Linked DNA regions of Rattus norvegicus: region 2 is linked to region 1. A link is a contact called in public Hi-C data. All regions are on one chromosome and are shown on one strand. Each heading gives the region's core, a stretch centred on a gene start, on an enhancer-like site or on the middle of the called end of the contact. The rest is flanking DNA. Distances are from core to core; before and after follow the strand shown.

The links. Hi-C and Micro-C count contacts between places; a contact is called where the count stands out from the background.
Region 2: a contact with region 1 is called in a Hi-C map of liver, with 7 times the contacts expected there. The contact joins the promoter of Pex10 here to the promoter of Tnfrsf14 in region 1. A contact is called at or near these places in 9 of 12 Hi-C or Micro-C datasets (the A7r5 cell line, the Rat2 cell line, Schwann cells and 5 more).

What each region holds. Positions count from the first base shown.
Region 1 is chr5:170,773,312-170,779,283 of GRCr8, forward strand. It overlaps Tnfrsf14 (TNF receptor superfamily member 14), which reads right to left and starts at 2,735. Exons shown (of 8, transcript NM_001015034.1): 1 at 2,584-2,735; 2 at 1,697-1,805; 3 at 1,116-1,241. The coding sequence starts at 2,646.
Region 2 is chr5:170,908,163-170,913,624 of GRCr8, forward strand. Pex10 (peroxisomal biogenesis factor 10) reads left to right here and starts at 1,974. Exons shown (of 6, transcript NM_001109405.1): 1 at 1,974-2,170; 2 at 2,844-2,924; 3 at 3,708-4,114; 4 at 5,125-5,300; 5 at 5,399-5,462. The coding sequence starts at 2,065.

The sequences.
Region 1 (5,972 bases), core at 1,485-3,984:
GGGCACCAGCGAGGGATTTGGGGAAGCACCCATCCTCCAGCCGTCCCAATGTACCTGGGTCCGATTCTGCACAGCTTCACTTGCCAGAAGCTACCCACCACCTGCACATGTGGTACCAGGTTTGTCCTACAGGGGGAGCCAGACATAGCTCAATGGCTCTGAGCAGGGGGCGTGGTCTAGGACCGATGGGATCACAGAGTAGTTCACGGTTCAGAACCTGGGTTTTGACCAAGTCTGAATCGTCCTTGCCTCTGTTTTCTCCTACTCCGGGAAGTAGGACTCCCAATCCACGTGCCCACAATCCTGGAAGTGTGGAGTTGGTAAGGCTCTGCCACCCAGCAGAGTGCCGTGGTGACTTAAAATCCTCGTCAATGGAAATCGGCAGTCTTCTGCCTCTGGGTCTGAGCCGACTGTTTATGGGAATTGTGCGAATAGGTACAGAGTCACTCTGTAGGAGTGAGGCTGACCAGGTGAGGGTCTGTGTGTTGAATACAGAGGTTCCTTCTATAAGGGTGAGGGCGTCTCCGTTTGCACACTGTGGTCATCCTCGGTAGAGGTGAGTTCAACCCTCTTCACGCACTACAAGTAAGCACGGGGTCATCCTTGTGGGGAGCGTGATGCCAACCGCATGGGCTATAATAAATCCAGAGTCAACAAAGGCTAGTGTCTGGAGATTGTGGGGCTGTGGTGGGAACAGAAGCACTGGCCTTACAGTTTCAAACATGCTGGGACCTGTGTCCCCATCTGAGTCTACCCCAGGTCCAGGCAGCCATCATTCTACAAGTGAAGCTTTCCTGGGTTTCTTCATATGAAGGAAAAATATATATATATAATGACTAATCAATCCCCAGTGACGTCCCACCCCATGTAAGAGCTCTTTCATGGGCAAGGAAACTGAGGCAGGAAAGAGCCTCTCATCACCCACATGAACCAGACAGAAGGGGAGAGAAAGCAGCAGACAGTGGAGTCTCAGTGACAAGAGTGAGGGCAGACACCCTGAGGACCTGCTGACAATAGTAGGAAGGTAAGCCTGCAGCTCGGTAAGTTACCCCCTTCTAGAACCAAGGCCTGAGTTCAAGTCCTCCAGCGCGCCCCACCTCCTCAGGAGCTCCTACCTGGATCACAGACTCCGCAGGGCAGACACTTGCTCAGGCCATTCGCATGGGCGGTATAGGTCTGTGGGGGACAGGGGGCACACACTGTGCCTGTATGCTCACTGCAGACCTGCTTCACATGGTAACCTGCAGCCAGGACCCACAGTTCCTCAGCAGGGTTGGGGGGGGGGTAACCTACAGAAGCCGTCCCTGAACCCTCATGTGGGTCCAACAAGTACGGCACCAGCCGCAACTAAGGTCCCACAGGACTTGTTGGCCCATATGCCTTCTGTGCTCCCTCTATGAGTAATTCAGAAGCTGGTGGTAGGGCCTTTTAAATCACTCGGAACTGGTTCTGACCCCAGCCCACTTTCAGTCTCAGCCTCTGGTTATACTGACACAGAACCTGCCCTATCCCCTAGGCCCACCCCGGGCAGTGCAACTTCAAAGATCCCAGATGCTGACCGACTGACTGCAGGCTGCCAGGCACTGACTATCCCTGAACTGGACCCTGTATAGCCATTGGACCGAGGACCCAGAGGCCCAGAGACTCAGGACAGGAGTTCCTCCCTGGTATAGCACTGCCTCCTGGGAGCTCCTACCTGGATTGCACATGGGGCAGCACTCATCCCCAACAGAAAACTCCTCCTGTCTGCACAAGGGCTGGGCAGAGATACACTGCAACAAGTTCAAAAGGAAGACACACGGCACCTGGGAGAGCAGATGAGTGCTGCAGGAGAGGACTCCCTCCATCTCTGTGGCTCCCTCCCCCAGGCTGGCCCAGGCCCTCAGTTCACACTCTGCTGCTCTGCTCCTTGCAATGAGGAAGTATCAGCCTACAACTGCAGTGTCTCTGGAGGAGGGGCTGGGGCCCAGGTCTGCCTTCATTGTGTGCCTTCAGCCTGAGAGGCAGCAAGGTTAGCCGGGGCTGGGAACAGGCTCTTCAGAATCCTGAGGCAGGGGTGGGGTTGAGGGCTGGTTGGGGGGTGTGGGGTGGCTCACTGATAGTTAGTGTATCCTACTTGAGCAAACAGGTTAGACGCTCTGGCTCCTGCTAGCTTACCCTGATCTCTAGCTCCACTGAGTGAAGGTGCTTATCCTCAGGAACGGAGCTGCATAAGGTTGGCCTCTGGCTACAGGGCCTGTCCAAGACAGCCTAGGGTCTGCCAAGGGCTCTCCAGGGTCTACCAAGAGCTACTATCCCCATGGCACCACCACCTTCCCTTGAAAGAGAGCCATAGCTGATGTCTGTGAGTGGAGTCCAGTGGGGGGACAGTGGGAGCAGAGGCCCGGTCTGCCTGTAGCCTCCCAACCTCAGATTGTTCTTAGTTATCTCCAGAGATCTGTTGGAGATTCAGCAACAAACAGCCTCCATGAGCTAGCTATCCAGACAGAGCAGAGGGACAGGAAATGCTGGGGGGGGTGATCTGTGGCTGGAGTCAGGCTGGAAGGACAGAGCTAAGAGGCTGTAAAGGGCTCAAGAACTCACCAGCCTGAAGGTGTTGTCTGCCCGGCTCCAGGGTGACGACTCCCATCCCGGGAGAGGTTCCATTTTCTTAATCAAGACACTGCAGGCCAGGAGCCCCATGGACTTTGGACCTCCTCACACACTCTCATGAGCCCCAGCTAAAACTAAAAGTGAGAGAGAATGCAGTTTCTCTGACTGAGCAGATGGGGGACGTCAAATACACATGGGGTGTGGTGCTGGAAAGCACCAAAGTCCAGAGCCTCAGCCTCAGACAAGGAAACTAGCACGTTCTCCCAGCCCATGTGTGTGTGTGTGTGTGTGTGTGTGTGTGTGTGTGTGTGTATAATATATATATATTTTATATATATATATATATGGTATATATACCCTCTGAAAGTATTTCTGTCTCCCAGGTCACTGCCAACACCTTGGTGCTTACCTCGAGTTTTCTGATAGACAGTCTGAAATAGGAACCCCTCAGGGAACTGGGAACTTGGTCTTTTGACCCACTTCCCAACACACCCCTCTCACAGGACCCTCCCCTAGAAGGTTTAGTCACTTCCCAGACACCACGTCAGGGATAGCCCCACTACCACTGCTCACCGCGGTTCCTCAGCCTTTACGCTTCACACGCTTGAGCACCGAAGGCCCTAGGAACAGGAGCTTTATCTTCTAAGGGTGAAGCTGGGCTTCTTATCAAACTCGAGCAGGCCGTGGGCCTCTCTAACCGTCCCCTGAGAGGGACCAGGCAGAGCAGACTTATTTTCCATCTGCAGATGAGGATGGGAGCTGCGAGGAGGACTACAGGGTGGTGTGTTGGGCTTTTAACCACAGCCACCGGCTGAGGTCATGGGCTCAGTATCAGTAAGCCTTGGGCTGGAGGCCTACTATAGACCTAGGCTCCAAAGAGGACTAAGGAACTCCAGAGGAACACAGGAAATCAAGCTCCTCAAGATTCTTTGATCTGTGCTACTTCCTCCCCCCCCATCCCTGCCCACTGACCGTTAAAACTAACCACACATGATTGCTCCCATCCAGCTGAATTGATCACCACCCTCCTAGGTTGGGCTGGCACCCCAGCCCTGGGCTGGTTTTCCTCATTGCCCTGTCCTGCCCACACCTAGAACACACCCTGTTCCAGTGAACTGTGTGGACCAGGCTAGAGAACACCTGGCCCTGAACACCTACCAACAGCTCTCTCTGGTTCTCGACTCAAGAGTTTTGATTACTGTTGTGGTGAAGAAACACCATAACCAAAAGCAACTCAAGGAGGTGAGGGTTGATTTGGGTTGCAAATCCACATTGTAGTCCATGGCCAGAGGAAGTCGGGACAGGAACTCAAGTAGGGCTGGTGCCTAGAGTCAGGAGCTGATGCAGAAGCTATGCAGGGGTGCTTCTTACCGGCTTGTTATCCACAACTTGTTCAGCCTGCTTTCTTATAAAAATCTAGGACCACCAGAGCCCAGGGATGATACTACTACCCACAGTGAGCTGGACCCTCCCCCATCAGTCAATAACTAGGAAAATGTCTTACAGCCTGATCTTATGGAGGCATTTTTTTTTCTCAATTGAGATCCCCTCCTTTCAGACGAGTCTAGCTTGTGTCAAGTTACATGAAACTAGCCAGTGCTCTAGTCCACAGTCCTCCAGAATCCCACCCGAAAGGGACCACACACACACACACACACACACACACACACACACACACACACACACACACTCTGCTCTATGTTACAGAGGCTGTCCCACACATCCGTCTGTGTGCCTCTGTAGTAGACAACGCAGAGTGAACAGCCTCTGACAGTCCAACACAGTGATGTGGTGGTCTCCTAGTGAAGAGGCAGATCTTATACCCCCACCCCACGGGTGAGCACTGGGAAATGGCCAAAGCCCCACAGCTCACAGGTACCTCAGAACACACAGAAGGCTCTGGACTGCAAGTGTATCTCCATGTCTGTGGGTTCTCCGAGACATGCCCCAGGGTGGGAAGCCAGAGGATTCAAATGAGGTAGGTGAGATCCCTGAACCTGGTACGGCCACACAAAACCTCTACCAAGCTCCCAAACCACCATTCCCGGAGATTAACAATCCAAGATCGTCGTCCTCTTGGGAAACCAGGAACGAGGATTTACGGGCACCATGTAGTGTCTGGCTGAGTGAGGAGTGCTAGGTTGTTCATGCTCCACCGCCGGACACCAGCATAAAAGCCTTGGGTCTGAGAAGGCTGGGCAGTGTCCCCTAGATGTTATCTGTGGTGAATCTGAACCCAAACATTGTGTCTTCATTGAGGTCTTCTCTGAGGCCCATTTCCACGCCTTATAACTCTTCAACCTCTGAAGGATTACTGTGTAGGACTACCTAATCGCCTCTTGAATAAAAACTAGGGGTGACCTGCTACTCCTTCAACCCAGGATGTCCCATGCCCATCACCAGATGGCTCTATTCTGGCCCCCAGTGACAAAACCAGACAGCAGAGACTGGCTCTGGGTCTTACCCACCACCAAAGCATTTTCTCCTGGATATCACCTGCTACCTTCACCCCCTCATTTCTGCCACCTGACAGATGGAGGGATGCCATCATGTCTCCATTTTCTCTACAACCACCCTGATACCTTTGGCTGTTTCATCCAGACCCTGAGCTCAGAGGCCCTGAGGTCAACCACCTGATCCCAGGGGTTGTGGAGACCACCCTGAGCACAGCTCTTCTCCCAGCTGCAGATGGGAAGCTACAACAGAGGAGATCTGAACACAGACACAGATGCCTATACAAAGCCTCTGACCTCCGCAGGAGCGGAAGACCCAGGCCACAGCTTCTCCCCAAATCCTACCCCGGTCACCCAGCCATTCTCTGGAGGACTTCTCCTAGTCCCGCTCTGATCTCTGTAGCGGTGCCAAGCCCTGATGTCACTCTGATGTGCTGACACATCTGGAATTTCCCCCATGGCATTTCTTCTTTCTCTTGTAGTGAGTACGGGTAGTGAATTGGAAGAAAGTGAATTGGGAAAAACAAATTTGATCTCAGTCCTAGAAGGAGAAGGTGAGATCCTAGTGTTCTCCTTACCTGAGTGTCCCCAGGGAGGAGACCCCTCCTAAGAGCCAGATTGCCATAGTTGGGTGCTCAAGACTCCTGTGGGCCGTACATGACAAATGAGTTTCTGAAGGATGAAAAAGACAGAGGGGAGGGAATTCTCTGTTAAGGACACAAGTTGAACCATCAGGTCCACTGTTGGTCAGGCATGCAGGGAGCTGTTAGTGCCAGCCATGAACACAGACATTCTGCACTGAGAGCTGTGTACTGTGTGGAGAGTGGACAGAGTGGCTCTGAGGAATAGACTCTAAGGTTATCCAGGAGGGAACTGTTGAGAGGTAAGAAGGAAGGAGGCTAACCACAGAGACAGAGCAGTGCTGGG
Region 2 (5,462 bases), core at 724-3,223, 130 kb after region 1:
CATGCACACATGCACACACTCACACACATGCACTCACTCACATGTGCACACACACACTCATACACCACACATCTACATATGCCCATACATATACAAACATGCATATACACACATGCATACGACACACACAGTAAATATAATTTAATTTAATAAAATCAGAAAACAGAGTGGCCATCCGTGGTCAAGGACATCAGGCAGGACAACAAAACTCCCAGTGTGTATGACTTTAGAAGCAGTTGTTGAGAGACAAAACTGTAAACGCTGCCTCAAGGGTGGCTGACCTTTGCTCCAGAAGCTTCTGTGTCAGAGACGCAGAATTCCTTCCTGTCCCAAATCCACTACCAACCTGCATCTCTATGTGTGCCCAGACAATCCCTGTAGTCAGAGCTGGCATAATGGGCTCTCAGTAGACACCAACTGGTTACTGCCATTATTTCTGGTCTATAACCAGAAACCTGAGGCTCACCAAGTGAAGGAATGTACAAGCCATACCTTGTCCCTCACAGAGCTCGGGAGGGCCCCAAGGCGGGCAGTCAAAGCCCAGCCCAGAGATGCTCCAGTGAAGTGTCCCCAGGGAATGTCACTGCAATTGACAAGAGGGAATTATGGTTGTCTCACAGATTGGGGTGGCCCTCAAGCAGACCGGGAGGTGCATATGGGAGAGTCAGGGCCAGAACTAGAACTGTCAAGCACTCTGACACACCTCTGGTGCCTTCCCTAAAACCCTCAGGAGCCTGACCTTTCTGTCCTCCATCCTTGAAGCAGAGGGAAGAGTTTACAAGGAGCAAAGTCACAGGTGCAGGCTCAGGCCCTTTGGGCTTCAGGAAAGGGGTAGTCAAAGGGAGGTGGCAAGGGGCACATTACTCTTCAGCAAGCAAGAGCTCTTGTTCTACCACCACCTTAGATATTCTGGAACCCTGAAACACTGAAGCAAAGGGGGACTCGAGGCCATATGGTCATCTGGGAACCCAGAGAGCTGATCTACAATGATGTCACTATTCTCAGGGCACTTGCCCTGCCACTTTCTCTCCTCACTGAAAGGCTTCTTGTTTCCCCAATCTACGTGGAATCTCTTTGGGTTAATAATCTTTAGCTGCCCAAACTGGTAGAAAAATGGGCTGATGGCTCCACCTGCTGGTCATCCTGGGTTTTGTCGCTTAGGAAGAATCCTTGAGAGGAGTGTTTTATTATACAGCCCACAAAGGAGGAACCTGAGGGTCAAGGCACTGGTAAACAGTTGAGACGAGGTCTGTGCCTAGGATTTGAGCCCCTGGAGAAGCACATTTAAGCCGAATCTCTGGAAACAACAGATACTTGAATGGTTTTTCTGGTCTTGTTCCCGATAACTGAGAGAATCCAAAAATGCAGTCGGGTGTAAGGATCAGTCCAGGAGGGGACACTTAATACAGGCCATATACCATGGTTATGCTAGAAGTGAGCTTCTGAGTTTGAAGAGAAAAGTCTTCCAGGGACACAAAGCAGCCTCGGGCCTTCAAAGAATCTGCATTTCGAACTGTCATATTTGATTTGGCCAGAAGCTTGTGCCTCTGCATGAGCCGTGACTGCCTCCTGGCAGTGGTCAAAGGTACTATCTGAAATTGCCCAACCCAAGCAGAGGAAACCAGGGCATAGGCAGCGAGAGGAACTCCAAACGGGAACTGGGGACTTTCATAGTCCGTTGGGATCACGGGGCTATCCTAAAAGGTTCACCCCTGCAGTCCCAGAGACACGTACCTCCTGCCAGAAAACGGGACCTGAATCAGGCCAAAAACTCACCTGAGAGGCTGAGCTCTCTAGGGGTTCTACCCACATGTCCCTGTCAGTATACGCCACTTCACTGTGAGGCTCCACCCTCCAAGCACAGGCCACACCCCTCCCTGAGTATCCCCGCCCCTCCTGCATGGTCCCGCCCTTATCCCCGCCTCCACGGATATCACGCCTAGGCCCCGCCTTCGCCCTCGTGGTCTTTGCGGCCTGCGCCCCACGACAGAGGTACGTCGAGCGTCACAGGCCCCGCCCACGAGGTGCGCCGGCGCGGTGCGAGCTCACCGACCGAGTAGAGCCATGGCGCAGGCGGGTCCTCCAGAAGTGATCCGGGCGGCGCAGAAGGACGAGTACTACCTGGGAGGCCTGCGGAGCGCGGCGGGTGGAGCGCTGCACAGCCTAGCGGGTGAGCGTTCCGGGCACCCAGACCGGCGGCAGCTCCAAAGCTCGTTAGGAAAGCGGGGATCAAAACAGACATACACACTGCTGAACACATTGCAGGTCTCTGCCTGGCAGTGCCAACTAAAAGTGTTTCTCAAGCATTTGCCCATTTACTCCCCAAACGCTCCTACAGGTTGGACCTAACATTATTACTCTCATTGGTAGATACGTGGATCTCATAGGCAGGGATTTGGGATTTCAGAGAGACGAGATTTGATGCTAAACAGGTCGCCTCTGACTTATGTTCTTAGCGCTACCTAGACTTTCCTGGGGCCCCATGGCTAGAGCCTAACAGTTCCTAACTCGACAGTTACAGTTGAGGGGTTCTTAAGAGGTGGTCTTCGGGGGCTGGGGATTTAGCTCAGTGGTAGAGCGCTTACCTAGGAAGCGCAAGGCCCTGGGTTCGGTCCCCAGCTCTGAAAAAAAAAAAAGAACCAAAAAAAAAAAAAAAAAAGAGGTGGTCTTCGTCTCGGAGTCATTCAGGTCAACCGGGGCAGCAGAGGTGGTGAAGGGAAAGAGTTGTTAAGGGTCGACCCAGAAGGGACTTGACATGGACTTTACCTGACCCCTGGGAACTGGGGGAGTGATCTTAAGTGAACCACTTCACCTCTCCAGAGCTAATATTTTTCTCCTCTCAGGTGCAAAGAAATGGCTGGAATGGAGGAAAGAGATCGAGTTGCTCTCAGACATAGCCTACTTTGGCCTCACCACAATTGCAGGTAGCTGTGCTTGGCGGGTCCTTGGCACGGAGGGGCCCACAACCTATCCAGGTCTGCAGGGGATGGGGAAGGCTGCCAGGCAAACTGAGCAGCTCCTGGAAATCACCTGCATTAGTCTCAGGGAAGGAAGACAGTGGCCAGACGGGGTACTGCCCCAGATTCTTAAAGGCCTCTCAGCAGAATGGGACTTTCCTTTGTATGGGATGTGAGGCATTGCAAGATACAAAGCAAGACACTAACATGGGGGACAGAGGTTGCTATGGCCTATGAGCAGGGTCACAGTGAGACACATAGATAAAGAGCACAAGGTACACCACAGGTCTGGCTTCAGAGACAGGAGGTCAGGCTTCATCTTCTACAGGGTGAACTACAAGAAGCTTCAATCGGGGCAGGCGTAAGGGCTTTTTATCTCACTCCGTGTGACAGTATCAGGTAAGCAGCTGTATGTATGCCTGATACTTAGGACTGAGCCAGATGCAGACTGAGCCAATCTGGAAGGTAGAAAAGCCACAAGATTAGATCCCATCACTTGGACAAGGGGATAAGGGTTTGACAGAGGAAGGACTGGGAAACAGTAAAGAAGGAAGGGAACTGACAGGGGAAACAAGACCTGTTCCAGAGTGGCAGTCTGTGTGACATCGTGAGTTCACAGCAAGGCCACAGTGGGGTTTAACAAGTTGTGGTAGCCTTGGCTAGGTCTCGGGGTGACTGGTGAGGCTGGGGGGACACAAGCCGGCCTAGAAGCTTGTCCCTGGACCTTCACCACCGTGCATTAATCCTCAGGCTACCAGACACTTGGAGAGGAGTACGTCGGGATCATCCAAGTGGACCCATCCCGGCAGCGTGTGCCCTCCAGGCTCCGACGTGGAGTGCTGGTTGCCCTGCATGCTGTCTTGCCCTACCTGCTAGACAAGGCACTGCTGCCCCTGGAGCAGGAGCTGCAAGCTGAGGGCGACGGCACCCGGGCCTCCCAGGGGAGTCTGCTACCCGGAGGACGCAGCCGGTCAGGGGCACGGCGCTGGGTGCGTCACCACGCAGCTACCCTGACTGAACAACAGAGGAGGGCCCTCCAGCGGGCAGTCTTTATCCTGAGACAGGGCTTCGCCTGCCTCCACCGGCTCCATGTGGCTTGGTTTTATATCCATGGTACCTTCTACCACCTGGCCAAGAGACTGGCAGGGATCACTTATGTAAGTAGCAGTGCCAAGGGGACTGGTGTGCAGGCTGGGGTCCTCTGAGCAGCTCATTTGGGACCCATGCTGACACGATCACAGCCAAGCGCTCTGCTTCCAAGTTGCAACTGAAACTCTGTGCTTGGGAAAGAGTGGGGTTTGTTCAGTTATATTTTCCTAAAAGGCCCAGTTTCCACAAACTAAAGATGGGACAGCAGATTTGGGCACGTGACTGAGTGCACTTAGGTCTGGCCTCAGCAGTTTCTTCACTGTGGACTTGTGGCTATGTCCATTTCACTGTCTGGGGACAGGCACCTATTCCAGAGGGTGTCAAGTTCAGGTTCTTGCCCAGAGTCTGGCCTGCTGGCAGAGGCTCCTGTCCTACCAGTGGGAAGGCGGGAAGTGAAGACCGCACGTTCTGTTGTGATGTGCATGGGAGTTACGCCTTGCTACAGCAAAGGCTTGGACAGCATCCTTGAGGGCCAGTGTCAGAGGAACAGTATCTGCCTGCCCAGGTTTCCTTGCTCTTCTCCACCCTGCTCTTCCTTGGGCTCCTTCCCTTCCTCTGAAGTAGTCTCCAAACAGCTCTAGAATCTTCACCCATTTTCCTGGTCTAGACTCCTGGCTCAGTTTTTGTTTTTGTTTTTTTTTAATTTATTTATTTAATGTTCATGAATGCTCTATCTACATGCCAGAAGAGAACATCAGATCCTGTTATAGATGGTTGTGAACCACCATGTGGTTGCTGGGAATTGAACTCAGGACCTTTGGAAGAGCAGCCAGTGCTCTTAACCACTGAGCCATCTCTCCAGCCCCCTGGCTCAGTTTTTATCTATGCAGCTAGTACCTAAAGATTACCCTACAGCTAGCTAGGGTTCTCCATCACTACTTAAACCTATCACCCTGTTGGTCCTTGTTCTTGGGACACTGCCAGTAGCCAAGAGGAGGGCTGGCTGAACATACACCCTCCAGCAGACACAGGCCAGGTCCTACGGGATCCTGATGGCCAAGCTCACCTGTCTTAACAGCTCCGCACTCGCCGCCTGCCGGGAGAGGACCTGAGGGCTTGCACTAGCTACCGACTGCTGGGACTCATCTCCCTGCTGCATCTGGCATTGTCACTGGGGCTGCAGTTGTACAGCTTCAGGCAGAAGCAGCGAGCCAGGAAGGAGTGGAGGCTGCACCGAAATCTGTCCCACCGCAGGTGTGCGGGTGGGGGTGAGGGTAGGTGGGGGAGAGCTGAGGTGCTGTGGCATGCCCTGATTTTGTGGAAGGTACTCACCTGTGTACTTACCCCCATAGGAGTTCCCTTGAGGACAGAGCAGTTTGTAGAGCCCCACTCTGCACCCTGTGCTTGGAGGAGCGA